Linked DNA regions of Mus musculus: region 2 is linked to region 1. Evidence: chromatin contacts called from public Hi-C data. All regions are on one chromosome and are shown on one strand. The core of a region is the stretch at or near the end of the contact, and the rest is flanking DNA. Distances in the headings are between cores, read along the strand shown. Region 1 has its middle 81 kb from the start of Gm38709. Region 2 overlaps Nfia (nuclear factor I/A).

Region 1 (4,126 bases), core at 1,059-3,558:
GTGCTGTCTCTATGTTTGATTTGCATGTACTTAAAACGCTTAGTGTTAAAAACAAAATGCCCAAATCCCCTGATCCCATCCAGTTAGGAATGTTGACAGCTTCATATAGAATGGCATTAGAGTATTGTGGGTACAAGCCAGGGTGGCTGCGGGCATAGCGGTGCAAACATTTCTTTTCTTCCTATCAACACACTGTTGCCCTGTAGTTTGCTCAGATGCCTGGCCAGCTGGACCAGATAGATCCCTTGGCAGAGCCAAATGTTCATGTCTTTCTATAAGCACCTACCAAACTGGGTAGAGCCTGTAGGTAACCAAACTAGGACCAGGCATGGTACCTTGCAGAGTAAGTACATGGTTAGGCACACAAAACTTTCCCAAAGGATGGATGAGGAAGTCAGCTAGTTCAGCAGGGCAATATGTGCGTCAGTGACTCTGGTTCTCTGGCAAATATGGACTCTCTAGTTATCAGAACTAGCACACAACAAAGAGGGCTGACAAGAATTGGTGTTCTCATCAAGCTTGTGTTCTAGGTGGTGGTGGTAGTGGTGGGGTTGGTGTCACACAGAGAGGAGATTGGTGGGGTTGGTGTCACACAGAGAGATCTAGCTGGTAAGGCAGGTATCTGGACTACAGTCTTCAATGGAGCAGTCAGGGAAAGTGAAGCCTGAGTGAGGAGCTGGAGAGAAGCCAGTCCTTCTGAGGGAAAGACTCAGAGCAAACATGTTCAGTGGGGGTGAGGAGGCAACAGGAAGTTTGGACCAGAGAAGCTGTGGGAGGGAGTGTGCACCAGAATTTGCAACATTTGACAGGCATTTCGGAGTCATGATTTTGACCAGTGGTCAGCAGGGAGCCATTAGGTCTTTTTGCTCAGAATCCTCATGTGACATGCTCATAGGACTATGCCTAGTGGCTAGACATAGGCTGTCAAGTAGAAGAGTAACCCGTGGGAAGACCTTCATCCCAGACACCCAGGTGGTCCATGCTGTGGGGTTGGTCCCGGGTGGGAGGCTAGAGGCACATGGTTTTAGCATAAGTGGAAGGCCCAGTCAGAATGATTTGTTCAAAGTGATCACTGTTTAATGGAACAATGTTAACTCCCTTAACCATAGTGTCTCTTTTTATGACTTAATGTTACACTTATTTATTATGCACGTGTGTGGGAGGGGTGGCTGTGAATGTGGTATGTGTATGTGTGTGTATGTCAGAGTACAACTTTCTTACAAGCTCAGATGTGGAGAGAGACCTGCTTTCAATTAGATTTATCCCCCGCCCCCCCAAAAAAACGTGTGGGAGTGACTTCTCTCCATGTACCACATGTTTTCTAGAGATGGAACCCAGGTTGTCAGACTTGGCGGCAAGCACTTCAGCTGGCTGAGCCATCTCACTAACCCACTTTCAATGACTTTTATAACAATTTAGTGGCTTCCCTCCCAAGGACCTTCAGTTGTTTTGTACGAAATACTGGCAGCCCTGATCCCGACACTGGGATCGTACAGTGGAGTGATTGACTGAGCTGGGATACAGCATAACCCAGTCCCTCCATCTCATTTTCAGTTCTTCTTTCCTACTGAGCTTGGGATCCGAGTGTTCACTGAACTATTACCATCCTGAATGACGTCACTCATACGCATCTAAAATGTCATTCAAAAAGATGAGGGTTCTCAGCACAAGGGGGTGGGGTGGGGTGGGCGGACCTCCTGTCTCCTCTGAGACTCCCCAGCTTCACCTTCTCCAGGTCTCCCCTCGATCTAACACTGTGATACTGGACTGAATTCAATCATTTCTCATACCCCCATTACTGTCTGACCAAGATTTATGAGTAGGTAACTGTCTGTAGTAAGGCCATAGAGTATCTTTTGTGTTAGGGGCTAACCTTCTTGGTGACATTTAGAATTAAAGGGAAAGTATAAAAAAGTGTAATTTCTGTAGTACCAAACCAGGTAACATGACCGAGCCTGGCTAACAGTCCCGAGCCTCGGGTTTCCCCAGTGAGGACACTGGAAGCTTGGCACAAAGGACAAGTAATCTCAAAGGTTTGGTTCACAAATTAATTTTTTAAGGTGTCACATCCCTCTGTTGCCTCTGGGTGCCTTCTGAGTGACGTTTTCCAAACAGGAGTATGACAACAGCTCACACCTCTGAGGCCTTTATTGAATTATTTTTACACACCATTTAAAAACACTTTTTTCCCCCTTTGAGTAAATCTAATTGAAAGCAGACCTCTCCCCTCATCCGAGCGTGCAAACCGGAGATCACTGTGGGTGAGAGAATGAAATCATGGAAACTTTCCCATTTTAGTGGTGAGGTTTGGTCCCGCTCTTCCAGGGAGCACAGAGCACATGCTAACAGCCGTTCCTCACATGCACACAATAGGCAGAGACAATGCAGAGAAAGCATTGGCCAAACCTGAGCATGCAGCTTCTAGGCTGCCTGAGACATCCAGGAGGCACTTGTAGCTCTCCGTTGGGGACATCTAACACTGTGTCCCTGAGTCATCAGTCCACTTCCTAAAGCATCAGGGCTGCTGGCATGGGTCCCATGAAGTGAATCATAAAATAAGAAAGTCTAATAAATGTGAAAACATGACTTCCCTCAGCACAGGCAGCCTTGGCTTAGAAGTCAACACAGATTTATTGTACCAGACACTGTACTTGGTCCTTTAAAGAAGTCTGTAAAATGCTAAGGACTTCAGGGACTGGAATGTCTCTCTCCAGAAAGGCCAGAGTTGAGTTCTACTCAGAGAGCTGGCTTGGGTCTGGGCTTGGGTATTGATGAGACTGGCTTTGTAGCAAGAGAAACCAAACCAAGTTAAGTCATTGTGTTTAGAGGTAGACATTCAAGATCAATGACAGCCATGGAAACTGGAGCCTTATTATGCCAGGGCTCTATTTCCATTTTCTATTGGTATATTCAGAATGCCCTGGTCACCGGAAGAGGTCTCACTGTTGTTTATGAGCCCACCCAACAAGCACTGTAACGTCTCAGGAAGTATATTTTACTTGCACCAACTATTTGAATGCTGCCTTGGGAATGTGTTTATTCCAATCTGAACAGTTTCCTCAAGTCTCGTTGGCCTTCTCTCTACAATTTTAAAACGGCCCAATGTGGGCACACACTTGCATTGCACAGCAGGGATAACTATGGGTTTCTCTTGAGTTATCACTGCGGTATATTTCTAAAGTAAAGCTGACTATAGTGAGAGAAAGCAGTGTTAAGAGCCTGCACATTAAATGCCCCTCAGTGGTCCATGTATTAAAGACTTGTTCCTCCAGTGTGGCACTGAACTTGTTCCTCCAGTGTGGCACTGAACTTGTTCCTCCAGTGTGGCACTGAACTTGTTCCTCCAGTGTGGCACTGAACTTGTTCCTCCAGTGTGGCACTGCTTTGAGGCAGTGTAACTTTAAGAGGTTGAGTTTATGGGGAGATCCATAGGGCACTGGAAATGTCCCTTTAAATGGGGTACATCATCCCCTTCTATATCTTTACTTCTTTACCATGAGGTGGGCAGCTCCCAATGTGCTGTGCTGTACTTCTATAGACAAAAACAATGGGACCAATTATACACAGAAACCCCCAAAGCTATGATGTAAAGCATACCTCTTGTGTTTCTGAGTTGGTTATCTCTGGTTTTTTTTTTTTTTTTTTTGTTACAGTGATAAAACACCAACTGTGGGGGCCTTTGGGAGCAATTATCATTATATTCATTAATAAATATAAGTGGCATACTTCTCACAGATATGCACCGAATCATCCAAACCATCTCCACATGTTCCTGACCTCATCTCTCTCTCTCTCTTTTTTAATTATCAAGACTTGGTTGGCTTCCCTTCAGTTCTCCTGGGCTTCATCTTTGTGGAGTCTGCTTCTTGCCCTTTGGTCTAGTGTCAAGATGCTATTTCTTAAGCGTCTGGCTTTGAGTGCATTGAAAATGTTGGCTTGGTCCTCCCTTACCATTCCAGATGGCTTTAAGCAAGCTCTCAGCTCACATCTGGCTTCTTGAATCACCACCTGGAGCTTCTACTGTGGCTTGCTTGGTATCCTTGTGACCCTGTGTCCCAGCAATTCTCACCCAGTCATGCGCTGGAGTGTGCTGCAACTGTTTGAGCTCAGCTGCTTAAAGGGGACA
Region 2 (4,026 bases), core at 1,118-3,617, 300 kb before region 1:
CTTTGAATTTTATGTATGCTTCATTCTAGCTGAATATGATGGCTTTTCTCTAAACCATCTGATTCCGTGTGTATGCAGAAGCATTGTGCGACTTCGTGTGCTCAGAAACTAGCTTACAAATGGCAAGGGATGCACAGTCTAAGGCGCTTTCCATTCTTGCACCTATAGCTTTGATTCTGTGTATCCCACAAGGCATACTCTACTGGAGAGATTTGCCTGTGGAGTCAGTTTATCTTTACCTGCTTTAAGTGTGATGCACAGGAGCAAGTGTTAACTGCAGCGATTAAAAACAAATCACTGTTCTTTGCAATAAGACACATATCTTAAGAAATTCGGCACGAGAAAAGGTAAACTTGAATGTACAGCAAGCCATAAATAAGATGTACATGCTTCATAGAACCTATTCATTCATTGCTGAGGGGCAGGGACTGATGTGTGTCAGAACATCCACAGCAGAAAGCTTATTAGATGCCACGTACAGAAATGTACAGAAGCAGCTATGTTTTAGAGGACCATTAGCGGTCTGTGAGTTCTTTTAATTACAAAACAGTTTTGAATAAAGAAGTTTTTTTTTCTGAGTTTAAAATTTTCAGTTAACTCTGATATAGCATACAATATCTATGGTACTAAAAGTAGGTCTAAATATTAGGATATATAGCAACCGTAACCTGCTGTTTAAAATGAAACCGCAAAGGTTCACCTTAAAAGTTCTTAAGGACTTTACTCATCAAAGCAACCCACAGTTGGGTGTATATCTAGGGACTCTTGTTTGGTAAGTGCTGGAGGCACTGTCTCTTGGATAAAAGAACCGAAAAGCAAAAACTCTAGCAAATAAATAAAAAAATTCCCTTAAAGAGGTCTTGTCAAAACAGATCATAACATTTCTATTTTACTGGGCACCATTAAGATCGCATGTATCCCACAGACCATAACAAAGGAAATCCGGCCTCAGTGCACACGAGTGTGGGCTCAGTGCATGCAACAGCCAGAAAATCACAGCACAATGGAATGTGTAGTTTTCCAGCATCTCTCTTTGTCCCACCAATTACAGGCTGACACTTGCTCTAATACCAAACTCCAAAAGTCCATATTTTAGGAAAAGACTAATAAGCATCTCTGAAGGGAGTAAATATAAACATAGACCTTAATTCTGCCACCCCAAAGTGGATCTATCTTGATAACCAGTTTTGGGGCAGTGCGACCTCTGTTGTCACTTTCTGGGCAAACGAATTTGTGGGAATTAGATTTCATGTTTAATTTGTTCACCGCTGGGATCTCTATGCCTCAAAGTAGCTAGTGAATATCTGTGAATAGATAAGTGAACCTTTCAATCGAGGATGCTCAAATTGCTTCCTTCTGCTGAGGTCCCTTCTGGGTTCCAAGTGTTTAAATTAAGCATCTACTGGACATTCTATCCAGACATCTCTCAGGTAGCCTCAGATCCAATACAGCCAAAGTATTCATCTTTCTATGTTTTGGTGGCATCCTTACTCTGGCTTTATACAATTATCTAACCCCTTGTGTCCACACATTGATTCAGCTTCCAGTCTACACTGTTGCACTCTGCATGTTTCCCCATTCCTGTGATCAAGGTGAGGGCAAACCCAGTTCTCACCACTATGACAGAGAGTCTTCAAACCATCTCTTGTCTACTATCCATTTATTCATGTTGGTATCCTCAAGAATCCATTCTCTAATCTGAAGCAAGAACCCTCTCAATGTTGGGCAGATCTGACCATTCATTCTCTTAAGACATATTTACTGAGTGGCTAGCATGTGCCAGGTGCTGTAGTAGATCTGTGGTCCCTAATTTCAGAGAGTCTGCAGTTCAGCAATAGAGACAGCTAAAACCATTTAACATAGATTAATAGAAAAAAAAAAAGCATAGACAGTCTAAGTGACAGGAAGTGAACTCACAGCAAGAGCATCAGGGAGGATGGTGAGGGAAAATCTTTCCTAAGAGATGCTCTCTGAAACATATTGGGAAGACAACTGGGACAGAAAGCAGATGAGCTCGTTGGCAGACTAGCAAAGGCTTGGAGGTAGGAGGGTGGCAGGTGCAGAAGACGCCGAGATAACATCTGATGTATTCAGCGGCCTATCAGGAACCTTGTAGGAGTCCCACATGTGCAGCAGCAACTCCTCTGGTGGGCTTGTCATTCCTCATCTGTCCCTGAGGACCAAGCTCTCCTGACACCTCTACCAAAGTCCGCCCTAACTGACCTCACTTCTGGAAGGACTCCTTTCTCTGTTTGTAACACTGACCCGATGTACTGTGCATGGCTCTAACACAGTAGCTGGCACACAAGATGGTGAGCCCTCTTTGCTCATGTTGAGCATGCCTCCTTTTGAGCTGGCAGAGTCTGTTCTGTGTCACTGTTGCTCTGGCTCGAGGGAAGATACTTGGCAAGCATGAAGTACTCCAGAGAGACCCTGAGTGAGCAGAACGCAAAGCGGCCTCGTTTTTTTTGAATAAAAACAGTTACAGAACGTGTTTGTTTCTCAAATGTTTTGTAATAGGGTTGAAATAAACCAAGCCCTAGAAACTAAATCATCCAAAGAAAGTCAAGCCGTCCACATTTATCCCTTCCAAATTGAACAGAATCAGCACAGAAAAAAAAAATCAATGTGGCTTCTGCTGGAGGGGATATCGTCGGTCTCTCTGCTAAGAAATGCCTGTGTATGTGCTATGGTTTCCACTCTAGTCCACTGTCTGGGACAGCAACAAAAAGGAGAGTCAGAGAGTGGAATTATGCAATGGACACTGACACCTACCCCTAAGAAATCCAGTCTCAGACTTAAACAAGGATCGTGATGGCTGAGAACATCACTACGAAGATAATTCCACCTTCTATCAGCAGCCTCTGTCTCCGGGTGAAGCAGAAGGTGAGTGTGTGAATGAATGCCTCAAAGTTAGACCATGAAAACAAAGAGCACTGAATATTTCATGAGCTCTCATGGTAGCAGCTCCTCCCAGCATAACTGAATTATCAGACGGGTTTTATTTATAATCTGTCCCCGACAGACATATGATTGGGCAAATGCAGCGATCAGACAGGATGCCCCTAGAATGATGGAGGAAAGTGAGATGGTGGGCATAGTTATGACGCAACCCAAGAAGCTGAACCTCATGTCCTCACACACACTGAGTCAAGGAAATGACGATGGCTGCTTGGCTTTATTGGAAGATGAAGAAGGGGTAGAAACAAAACACAGAGTTAAGTGTTAGTGGTTCAAAATTCAGATGTTATTAACATTGGAGAGCTCTGTAAACTCTGGAACTGAGTAAGTTCAGTCAAACTGAGAAAGGCTTTGAGGTTTCTATTTTGAACAGGGCCTCTTAGAAACAACTGGAAAACACAGACTTCTGTAAAGTACAGATGCATGCAGCAGTATGCTGTTAAGTGATCTGACTCAAAGTCCTGAGCTGAGTTCAGAACTGTATAGGAGACTTGAATAGAGCAGGTCTCTTTCCTTTTTATATTTTATGACTAAAGAGTTCCTGTACCCTTGTTCAGTGACTTCACAAGTACAGCATCGGTTTCATAGACCCGGGAGTCAGCCATTCTCGGTGTAAGGGGAGGGGCCTTTCTGGAGAGGCTGAATGTAAAGAGAAATTCTTTGATGGCTTCTTAGAAGCAGTGGTTCTTTTACCTCAAAGATGTTAGCAATGATTTCAGAAAATACCTTTCTCTGGAAACCAAATCTTATCTTACAAGAGGACTGAACATCTACCTACCTTTGAATGTTAAGGCAGGGCAAGAAAAGCTAGATATGCTGGGATGTGGCAACCTTGCTGAACTGCCCAGTGGATGGGGAAGAGAGCCAGAGACATGTCATTTTTGAGGGCTGGCCATCAGAGGAAGCTGACTGTCTCCACACAGGGAAGTCTGTATCGGAGGATACAGTCGAGACTGCATATGAGACTAGGTGTTTCTCAAGTTCAGATACCAAGGCCCTCCCTGTCCTGAATCATTAGGTCTCGTCTGGTTATGGATGTAAGTTGACTGCGCACTTCATTGACAT

The links. Hi-C and Micro-C count contacts between places; a contact is called where the count stands out from the background.
Region 2: a Hi-C map of uterus shows a contact between it and region 1, with 2.9 times the contacts expected there. The contact joins two enhancer-like sites. A contact is called at or near these places in 1 of 484 Hi-C or Micro-C datasets (uterus) and 1 of 9 other capture datasets (pancreatic islet).

The regions. Positions count from the first base shown.
Region 1 is chr4:97,694,008-97,698,133 of GRCm38.p6, reverse strand. It overlaps a transcript of Nfia not described here. Among named protein-coding and RNA genes, the nearest start is that of Gm38709, 81 kb to the left of the region's middle. Within about 2 kb of position 2,308, at least 36 of the 459 cell types and tissues checked have an H3K27ac peak or open chromatin away from gene starts, as enhancers often do. A contact at or near this core is called in uterus, where this site is marked.
Region 2 is chr4:97,995,647-97,999,672 of GRCm38.p6, reverse strand. All of the region lies in intron 3 of Nfia (nuclear factor I/A), which reads right to left. Among named protein-coding and RNA genes, the nearest start is that of Gm34218, 25 kb to the left of the region's middle. Within about 2 kb of position 2,367, at least 45 of the 459 cell types and tissues checked have an H3K27ac peak or open chromatin away from gene starts, as enhancers often do. A contact at or near this core is called in uterus, where this site is marked.